Regions from separate parts of the Zea mays genome. Here regions 1 and 2 are each linked to region 3. Evidence: chromatin contacts called from public Hi-C data. All regions are on one chromosome and are shown on one strand. The core of a region is the stretch at or near the end of the contact, and the rest is flanking DNA. Distances in the headings are between cores, read along the strand shown.

Region 1 (2,700 bases), core at 163-2,662, 650 kb before region 3:
TATATATATATATATATATATATATATATATATATATATATATATATATATATATATATATATATATATATATATATATATATATATATATATATATATATATATTATATATATATATATATATATATATATATATATATATATATATATATATATATATATATATATATATATATATATATATATATATATATATATATATATATATATATACAGAGGATTTCCTCCTCTCTTTTCAGCAGGAAAGAACAGCATTAGTGGCAAGGACTGCTCAACGTCAATCACATGTTGGATCTCATGATTGAACATAGGCAATGTCGTCCGACTGAGATGTCCAGCAGAAGGAAGACAAGTTGACCAATAACAGGGTACCAACAGTAAATTATTGACAGGAAGATATGGAATTTGGTGCAACACTTACACGCCAGACAATGAATTCATGTCTAAATAAGGCTAAAATATTTTACCAAATCTTGGCATAATCTGCAGCTATATGATCCATCCGCATGCAAATCGAAGCACAAAACCATTTATTTCCACTACTGACTGACCGAATAAACCATAACAATTATGTCATTGGATATCTGGATCGCAATGAAGCAAACAATTGGAACAAACAGTACTAGGCCATCAATCAACATGATATCGAACCAGATTGATGTAACTACGAGCCTCTCAATCACAGTACAGTTGTAGCACAGCGATCCATGGCATACTTTGTAGCAATGATTGACACACTACAGAAGCTGAACACACATACTAACATTTAGCTCCTCATGACGCGCACCAAACAAATCAATAACAGTAGCATCGGCCTAGCAAACCGTGGGAGCAATAACGAGAGGATGAATTCATCTCACCTTCAAGCGGACGGGATCTCGACCTCGCCGTCATCAATCTCCTGCTGCAGGTCCTTGGGGTCCTTGCCGTCGACGGTGCACCCGACGCTGACGCAGGTGCCGAGGATCTCCTTGACGGTGCCGGCCAACTCCTTGGCCATGGACCTGTTCCTCATGGTCCTGGCGATCTCGACGACGTCGTCGAGGCCGATGTTGCCGCTGTGCTTGATGTTCTTGACCTTCTTCCTGTCCCTCTCGGGCTCCTTGAGCGCCTTGATGACGAGCGCGGCGGCGGAGGGGACGACGGAGACCTTGGCCTGGCGGTTCTGGACAGTGAGCTTGACGGTGACGCGCAGGCCCTTCCAGTCCTTGGCCGTCTCCTTGGCAATGTCCTCGCCGATCTTCTTCGGGGAGAGACCGAGCGGGCCGATCTTGGGCGCCAGGGACGACGCCGCGCCGACCTCGCCGCCCGTCACCCGGACGAAGACCTCCACCACCTGCGACGGGTCGAGCTTGGGCGGCATGGCGGCGGCGGCGGCGGGGGTATGGGTAGGGTTTGGGAAATGGTGAGGAGTGAGGACTGGCGGCGGCGTTCTAGGGTTTCGGCAGGCCGCGTTGCCCGTCGTTATATATCTCGCACGTAACCGCGAACGCTTGCTTGTGCGCCGCCTCCTGTTGGGCTGTTTGTGGTTTGGACCTTGGGTCACTCTCTCGAAGCCCACCTAAAATATAACTCGGTTCGGCCGGCGTCGTCTTCCGACTCTTCCCTCTCTTTAGGCGTCAACGAGATGGGCTTATTATGGTCTGGTGCCATGTAGTTAGTGGTTGTCTGGTTGATCCGTTCGGTGCATGCACGGATGTGGCCCATCTTCCCTTTCCCGGCCCACGCCGATCAGGAACAGAGAGAAAGAGAGACAGAGCTCGGTTTCGTCGGCGCTGGCTGATGATTGGTTGCATGATGCACTCACACAAAGTAGATTAACTGTGCTTTCTGTTGAGGTGGTTTCAGTCAGTCAGCCAGGCGTAGCTGCTGCTGACTGCTTAGTTTCACCATCATCCACTGAAGTATTTACGTGCACGGGACAGAAACCGACGACAATGATATATGAGAGTCTGTGAATACGCTTTGCTACGACTGTGTGTGGTCGATTTCCGCGCACACAGGGCATGCAGCAGGTGCTGCACATGTGGCACCCGATTCATTCCGCTCTCTCACTCACAAGATTCCTCGCTCCACGACTCATCAAGCTTCAGGTGACATGGAGTGCTCCCACCGCCATGGATTCTCCCTCCCGATCTCCAGCCTTGGAAGCAACGACGACGAGCTGACGACGATGACACCGACGCGCGCGCTGGCCATTGCATGCACCCCAAGCAATCAGCTCGGCCTCGGCATCAAGCTGGTGCGCTGCTGCCGGCTGCCGCTGCACCGTCGGCTTCCCCCCAAACAGTGCGTGCGAGTGTGACTCCGGGTCATGGTCCATACATTGCATGGATCAGGAGAGGACACAGCCTGTTTATTCCGATCGGCATCACACAGGATTATATTAGGCATGAACAGCCGGGTATAGTATCTGCAGATTTCCTGGGTTATCAACAGCCTCACTTTCCAAGTAGTGTTCTTGTCAGGCATTAAGAGGCTGAGCTTCCACTTGTTGCAGCTCCTCCGATTCGACTTGCTGCGGGGGTAAACATGCATGGGAGCGGGAGCTGATGGAAGGTCCTTGTCTGTCCAACTCCAAGACAATCTAGCTCAACTGACAGTGTTCGCGGCCGGTATGCATGCCCTTGATTACCAGCAGCAGGCGAGTTAGCACTAGCAATAGCCCCTCTGCTTTTCCTGATCAGGAAGGGCACGTTT
Region 2 (2,700 bases), core at 185-2,684, 850 kb before region 3:
CCGTCGTGGGCGCCCGCCGCGACGCGCGCGTCCGCTTCCGTGACCCCCTCGGTGGCTGCGCGAGCGCGCCCTGCCCCGGCGCCGCCGCCGCCACCGTCGCGTCACCAGCCTTGTGGCGCCCGCCCGAGCCCGAGTCGGGTTGCGCGACGAGCGGGGACGAGGAGGAGGATAGCCACGGTCGCAAACCCCGATCCCGGCAAGAGTCAGCACGGACCTGACCATCGGAGGCGCGCCGGCGGCGGCGCGCGACGACGACGACTTCCCGTGCGCTCCTCCATCCACGGGTGCCAACAGGCAGAAGCCCGACGCCGAGCCGGCGGGGCTAGTGCTCTTCGGACGCACGATACTAACCGAGCAGCAGATGAACCGCAGCGGCGCAACCTCCCCAGCGGCGACCGGCAACAGCTCCACGTGCTGGAACGCCGAGAAGGGGCCCAACGCCTCGGAGGGCTCGGGGGGATCCGGCGTCATCCAGACCAGCCCGACCAAGGCCGCGTCGTCGGAGCGGCCGCCGTGGCTCGGGGGCGACGGCAGCCAGCAGCAGCAGGACTCCGCCGAGCTCGAGCTCGGCGGGCTGGAGCCCGGGCAGTGCAAGGTGTTCGTGGAGTCGGACACGGTGGGCCGCAACCTCGATCTCGCGGCGATGAACCCGTTGCCGTCGCGGTCGAAGATGTCGAAGAGCTTGCGGAGCTGGTCCTCGGAGTAAGGGGACCGGTCTTGGAGGAGGTCGGGGGCCACGAGCGCCACAAACTCGGAGAACTCGATGAGGCCGTTGGAGTTGGTGTCGGCACGGGTGATGAGCGCGTCGAGCTGGTCGGCGCTGGGCGTCAGGCCCAGGGACCGGAGCAAGGAGCCCAGCTCCGGCTGCGTCAGGCTGCCGTCGGCGTTGCGGTCGAAGGACCGGAAGATCTCCTGCAGCTCCGCCAGCTGGTCGTCGTCCAGCCGCGACTGATGCTGCTGCGATGCCTGGGTGATTGTCTCGGTCACGGAGCTGCCGCCCCGTCTGATGCTTGCCATGTCCGGCGACGGGGCAGCCAGACGCAGAGGAGACGCAAGAGCTGTCCGCGGAGCGGCGCAAGAGTTGTCCGCGGCGCAAAAGCTGTCCGCGACGGAGAGAAGAATACGACGCAGACGGCGTGTGAGCACGGCGACGGTAATGGCGAAAGGAGACTAATCTCTGTTTGCTCAGCTCCTATTGACTGTCTCGTATCTATTTTGGAGTTTGCCTGTTGCCTGCGTCTCCAAAACAGAGAAGCCATCGGCAACACCTCCAATTTGTCGAAACCGCTTGTCTGTTGTTTCATAACGGCAATTGTCTCGCACAAACTAGGGCCGTCGTTGGGCTAAGTGGGCTGTTACACGCGGGCAAAGACAAGAAAGAGAAAAAGCCCATGTTGGGAGGGGGTAACGTGCGACCCACTCCACCGATGCAGCGCAATAGCGCAAGCTCTCGCCGCCTTCCTCCTCTCCTTATCCTCCTGACCTCCTCTGACCTCTGCCCCCCCCTCCATTCCCATTTCCCACGCGGCAGGCAGCTAGCCCTACCTCTGGTCTCCTCTGCCACCTCCTCCCCTGCCACCTCCTCCCCTGCCTAGGGTGCGCCTTCCTCGCCGGACGCCGGCGCAGGGTCGGGACGCTTCCGCTGCCGCGCGTTCCACGACCCCTCTCTGGGAGACGAAACTCGGCGCCGTAATCTCCCCGTTCCCATTTCCCCGTCCGAATTTGTGAAGGGTGTCTGTCGGCGCGTCGTGGTTGGGAGTGAGGGCTTGTTGGATGTAATTGGTCCCACCGTCTCATTCCCTGGCTGACCCGCGCGGCGAAAACGCGGGTGCTTTCCTAGTGGGTAGCGCGGATGGCTGCTGTGGCGTCGCTTAGGCTAGATGTTGCCCACTGGAGGATGGTCCACTGATACGATTTAGAGCGCGTCTTGTGGCCTCAACCAGCAACCATATCTCTCGTCTCTGTTTCGTTGAACGGCGGTTATTTTTTTTTGGTGTGTGTGTGTGTGGTGGGGGGGTCGATGTGTGATTCTGTTTAGAGGAAATATGATCTGTTCGAGACATGTAAGCGTGTACGCCTGTGTCGGCACACAGAGGCTGTAGAGTCGTTTAGACGAAATATGATCTGTTCGAGACATGTAGTCGTTTCAGTATGGGGTTGTCATTTTTGTGATATTTACAGTTTTACTTTTCCTTTTGCAAATTTGCAGGGCTTGGTAGATACAGACCTGGGATTGCCTTTTCCTAGTTCAGCATGGAGGGCACTCTAGTTCAGTCTGCGGTTGTTCCAACCGTTTACAGAAGCAGCTCAGGTCGGTTCCGTGTGCGTGCAAGGGCCAGAACCAATGCTACAATGGTGCGAAATATGCCAACAAGGACTCTTACTCTTGGTGGTTTCCAAGGATTGCGTCAGACAAACTTTTTAGACACGAGGTCCGTGATCAAGCGTGACTTTGGATCGATCGTGGCAAGTCAGATTGCAAGACCGCGTGGATCAGCCTCAAGAGGGGTGGTTCGTGCCATGTTTGAGCGCTTCACTGAGAAAGCAATCAAGGTGATTATGCTTGCACAGGAGGAGGCAAGGCGCCTGGGACATAACTTTGTTGGGACAGAGCAGATTTTGCTGGGGCTTATTGGTGAGGGCACGGGTATTGCGGCGAAGGTTCTGAAGTCTATGGGAATCAATCTTAAGGATGCCCGA
Region 3 (2,700 bases), core at 69-2,568:
GTACTTAGGGCTCTAGCTCCTCTCTGCTAGACACGTTAGCACACTGCTACATCCCCCATTGTACACCTAGGCCCTCTCCTTATGCCTATAAAAGTAAGGTCCAGGGCTCTCGTACGGAAAGGTTGGCCGCGCGGGAGATCGGGCCGACGCGTAAGTCCCTCGCTCTCTCTCACGCGGACGCTTGTAACCCCCTACTGCAAGCGCACCCGACCTGGGCGCAGGACAATACGAAGGCCGCAGGGTTCCCCTTTTGCCTGTCTCCTTTCCCCCCTTCGTGCTCCGTCTCGCGCCGACCCATCTGGGCTGGGACACGCGGCGACAATTTACTCGTCGGTCCAGGGACCCCCCGGGGTCGAAACGCCGACAGGTTGAGTCGTTGCAATAGTAGTAATCCGTCACTTTATAGATCCTGAGCCCCATGGACAACTTTATCTTCTCCGCACGTAATCCTAATGATACTTAGATTCTCTACACAGCCAGATTCTTCTCACAGCTAGATTCTCGGAAAAGCTGGTCAGAAAAAAGCTGAACCAAACAGACCCTTTGAGCTTCTTTCGCAGAAGTTTTCCACCTCCATTTGTAGCCATTGGATGAGGATATAAAGATCCATGCTGCCAGTTTGCAGGATTGCACACTGATATACTACTAGAGATCACACTTCTATGTTGGACTTAGGATCTTCTCGACATTGATCTGACAAATAAATTTGACAAGTGAAAAATGTTTTCTGCTGATGGAGCAAAAGAAGGCTTTATTCGGATTCATTGTTCCTTTATCTGGAAGTCCATCAAGTATGGATGTGTTACACATTGAGTATATGATTGGATTAATTTGATAAGCATTAATGCAATGCATAATCTAGGTGTAATAAGTCTCTAGTTCTATCATACACTGTCAGCCAAAATGCTGCAGGTGTGTTGCATGTAAATTCAGTGGCACCTCAATGTTAAGAACGAGAGAAGCATTCGGCTGAACTAGGACTCTGTTCGGCATTAATTATGATGTTTTATTAAAAAATAATCATATATTATTATTTATGCAGCAATGCAAAGTAAACATTTTTCTGATTAATTAACTAGATTCCATAGCTCAGTATATCAAAAATTCAAAATAGAACCACTTTTATCAACAATGGCCCATCAATCAAAAGCCCACTACCATATATGGGTAGATTCATGGTACGAACTCTAAAACCCTACGGCCCATGGGCCACAAAGAAGCCCACCGATAGAGGCAACGAATGGAACGAAGAGGATCTGGCATAATGGGCATATTCGCCGCCGTCAGCCTATCCACCCTCCTCCGCCGCTCGCCTGCCCGCTGCTGCGCTTCACCCCGCTCTCGCCTCCCGCCGCCGCGCCGTCCCGGTCGCGATGGCCCTGCGCTCCCCGGATCTGCGGTGGCTCGGATCGCTCACGAGGCCCGGCCGCCTTGCACCATCCCCACTCGCCGCGCTCGCCTCCCCACGGCGCCGCCGCCGCGCACCGTCCCCTTCGCCCTCGCCCTCCGACTCCTCCACCCCATCTACCGCCCCTACATCCGACAGTAAGTCTCCCCTCCGTTCTTGCTGTTGGTCCAGTGGTGACGTGACGGCGAAATGCTAGCCCCAAGGGTTTTGCTTTTCTTTACCTGGTGGGCGCTGAGCATTCTCTGCAGGTGGGCCGGGAGCGGAGGGGATGGAGGGGCTGGAGTGGAAGAAGATCAGTGCCAAGAGGTTCGGGATCAAGGAGTCCATGATCCCCCCCGAGGCCTGGAACGTACTACACCGCCTCCGCAGCAGAGGTGCGTCCTCCACCCCAATGTCCCTGCTAGTGTTTGCTTTGTTGTCCTGCCAAATCCTGAAATGCCACTGCTGAGGTTGGATTTCAGTCCGGTGTCCTGCGACTGAACTAGTGGATCGAGTACTTAGTTACAGGTCAAATGTCAGAACAAATGCAGACAGGATTTAATACTCAACTCAGCCTCATATAAAGCAAATATAATAGTTGCATTTTACTTAATTAGAATTGAAACTATCTTTTATCTATACTGCAACAGAATCCATCTATTTTTTATTTGAATAAATTTGAGTAGTTTGGATAAAATCATATTTCAGAATGAAAGATGTAAGGCATACTTTGTTTTGTGAAGATATAAATGTGACTAGAGGAGAAACGGTTAATTGGATATGAAAAATGCAAAACCATATTTGTATCCTGTTCGGTACTAGTAGTCGATTAATATAGCTAATCAGATATGAATGTGATTTCAATTCCATTGTACTTTTCTCCATCTGTTAATTAGGTGCTTGAGTATCCTTTGTTGTTGCTAGGGGTGGTAATGGATCACGATCCAAATGTTTCTTCACGATTCGTTCGAGCCCTTAATTAATTTTAGCTCAAAAATAAATAGAAATACAGCCTGATCCAAATACGATCTGATCCTTAAATTTTATAGCGTAAAATTTAGATCCCATTACCACCCAGTTGTTGCTGGTTCATTGCATTACTTGCTTGGTTGATATGTTTCACTTTTTTTGGCAGGATATGATGTGTACCTTGTTGGTGGTTGTGTTCGAGATCTCATAATGAAAAAGACGCCAAAGGATTTCGACATAATAACAACAGCTGATCTTAGGCAGGTTATAACTCAAATTAACAATGATGTGATCATGATGTAGCGGTATTACTGGAATGAAGGTCTACTCAAGTTTTGAGGCAT

The links. Hi-C and Micro-C count contacts between places; a contact is called where the count stands out from the background.
Region 1: a Hi-C map of endosperm shows a contact between it and region 3, with 5 times the contacts expected there. The contact joins the promoter of LOC100282351 here to the promoter of LOC100382483 in region 3. A contact is called at or near these places in 8 of 25 Hi-C or Micro-C datasets (bundle sheath, ear, endosperm and 4 more) and 1 of 3 datasets of contacts at active chromatin or transcription factors (leaf).
Region 2: a contact with region 3 is called in a Hi-C map of ear, with 3 times the contacts expected there. The contact joins the promoter of LOC100502219 here to the promoter of LOC100382483 in region 3. A contact is called at or near these places in 3 of 25 Hi-C or Micro-C datasets (ear, tassel and an unstated tissue).

What each region holds. Positions count from the first base shown.
Region 1 is chr2:66,220,685-66,223,384 of Zm-B73-REFERENCE-NAM-5.0, forward strand. It overlaps LOC100282351 (60S ribosomal protein L12-like), which reads right to left and starts at 1,413. Exons shown (of 2, transcript NM_001374366.1): 1 at 861-1,413. The coding sequence starts at 1,363. The coding sequence ends at 863.
Region 2 is chr2:66,024,196-66,026,895 of Zm-B73-REFERENCE-NAM-5.0, forward strand. It overlaps LOC100502219, which reads left to right and starts at 1,435. Exons shown (of 10, transcript NM_001363235.1): 1 at 1,435-1,689; 2 at 2,210-2,700. The coding sequence starts at 2,254.
Region 3 is chr2:66,874,958-66,877,657 of Zm-B73-REFERENCE-NAM-5.0, forward strand. LOC100382483 (Polynucleotide adenylyltransferase family protein) reads left to right here and starts at 1,319. Exons shown (of 13, transcript NM_001175222.1): 1 at 1,319-1,545; 2 at 1,657-1,782; 3 at 2,523-2,620. The coding sequence starts at 1,374.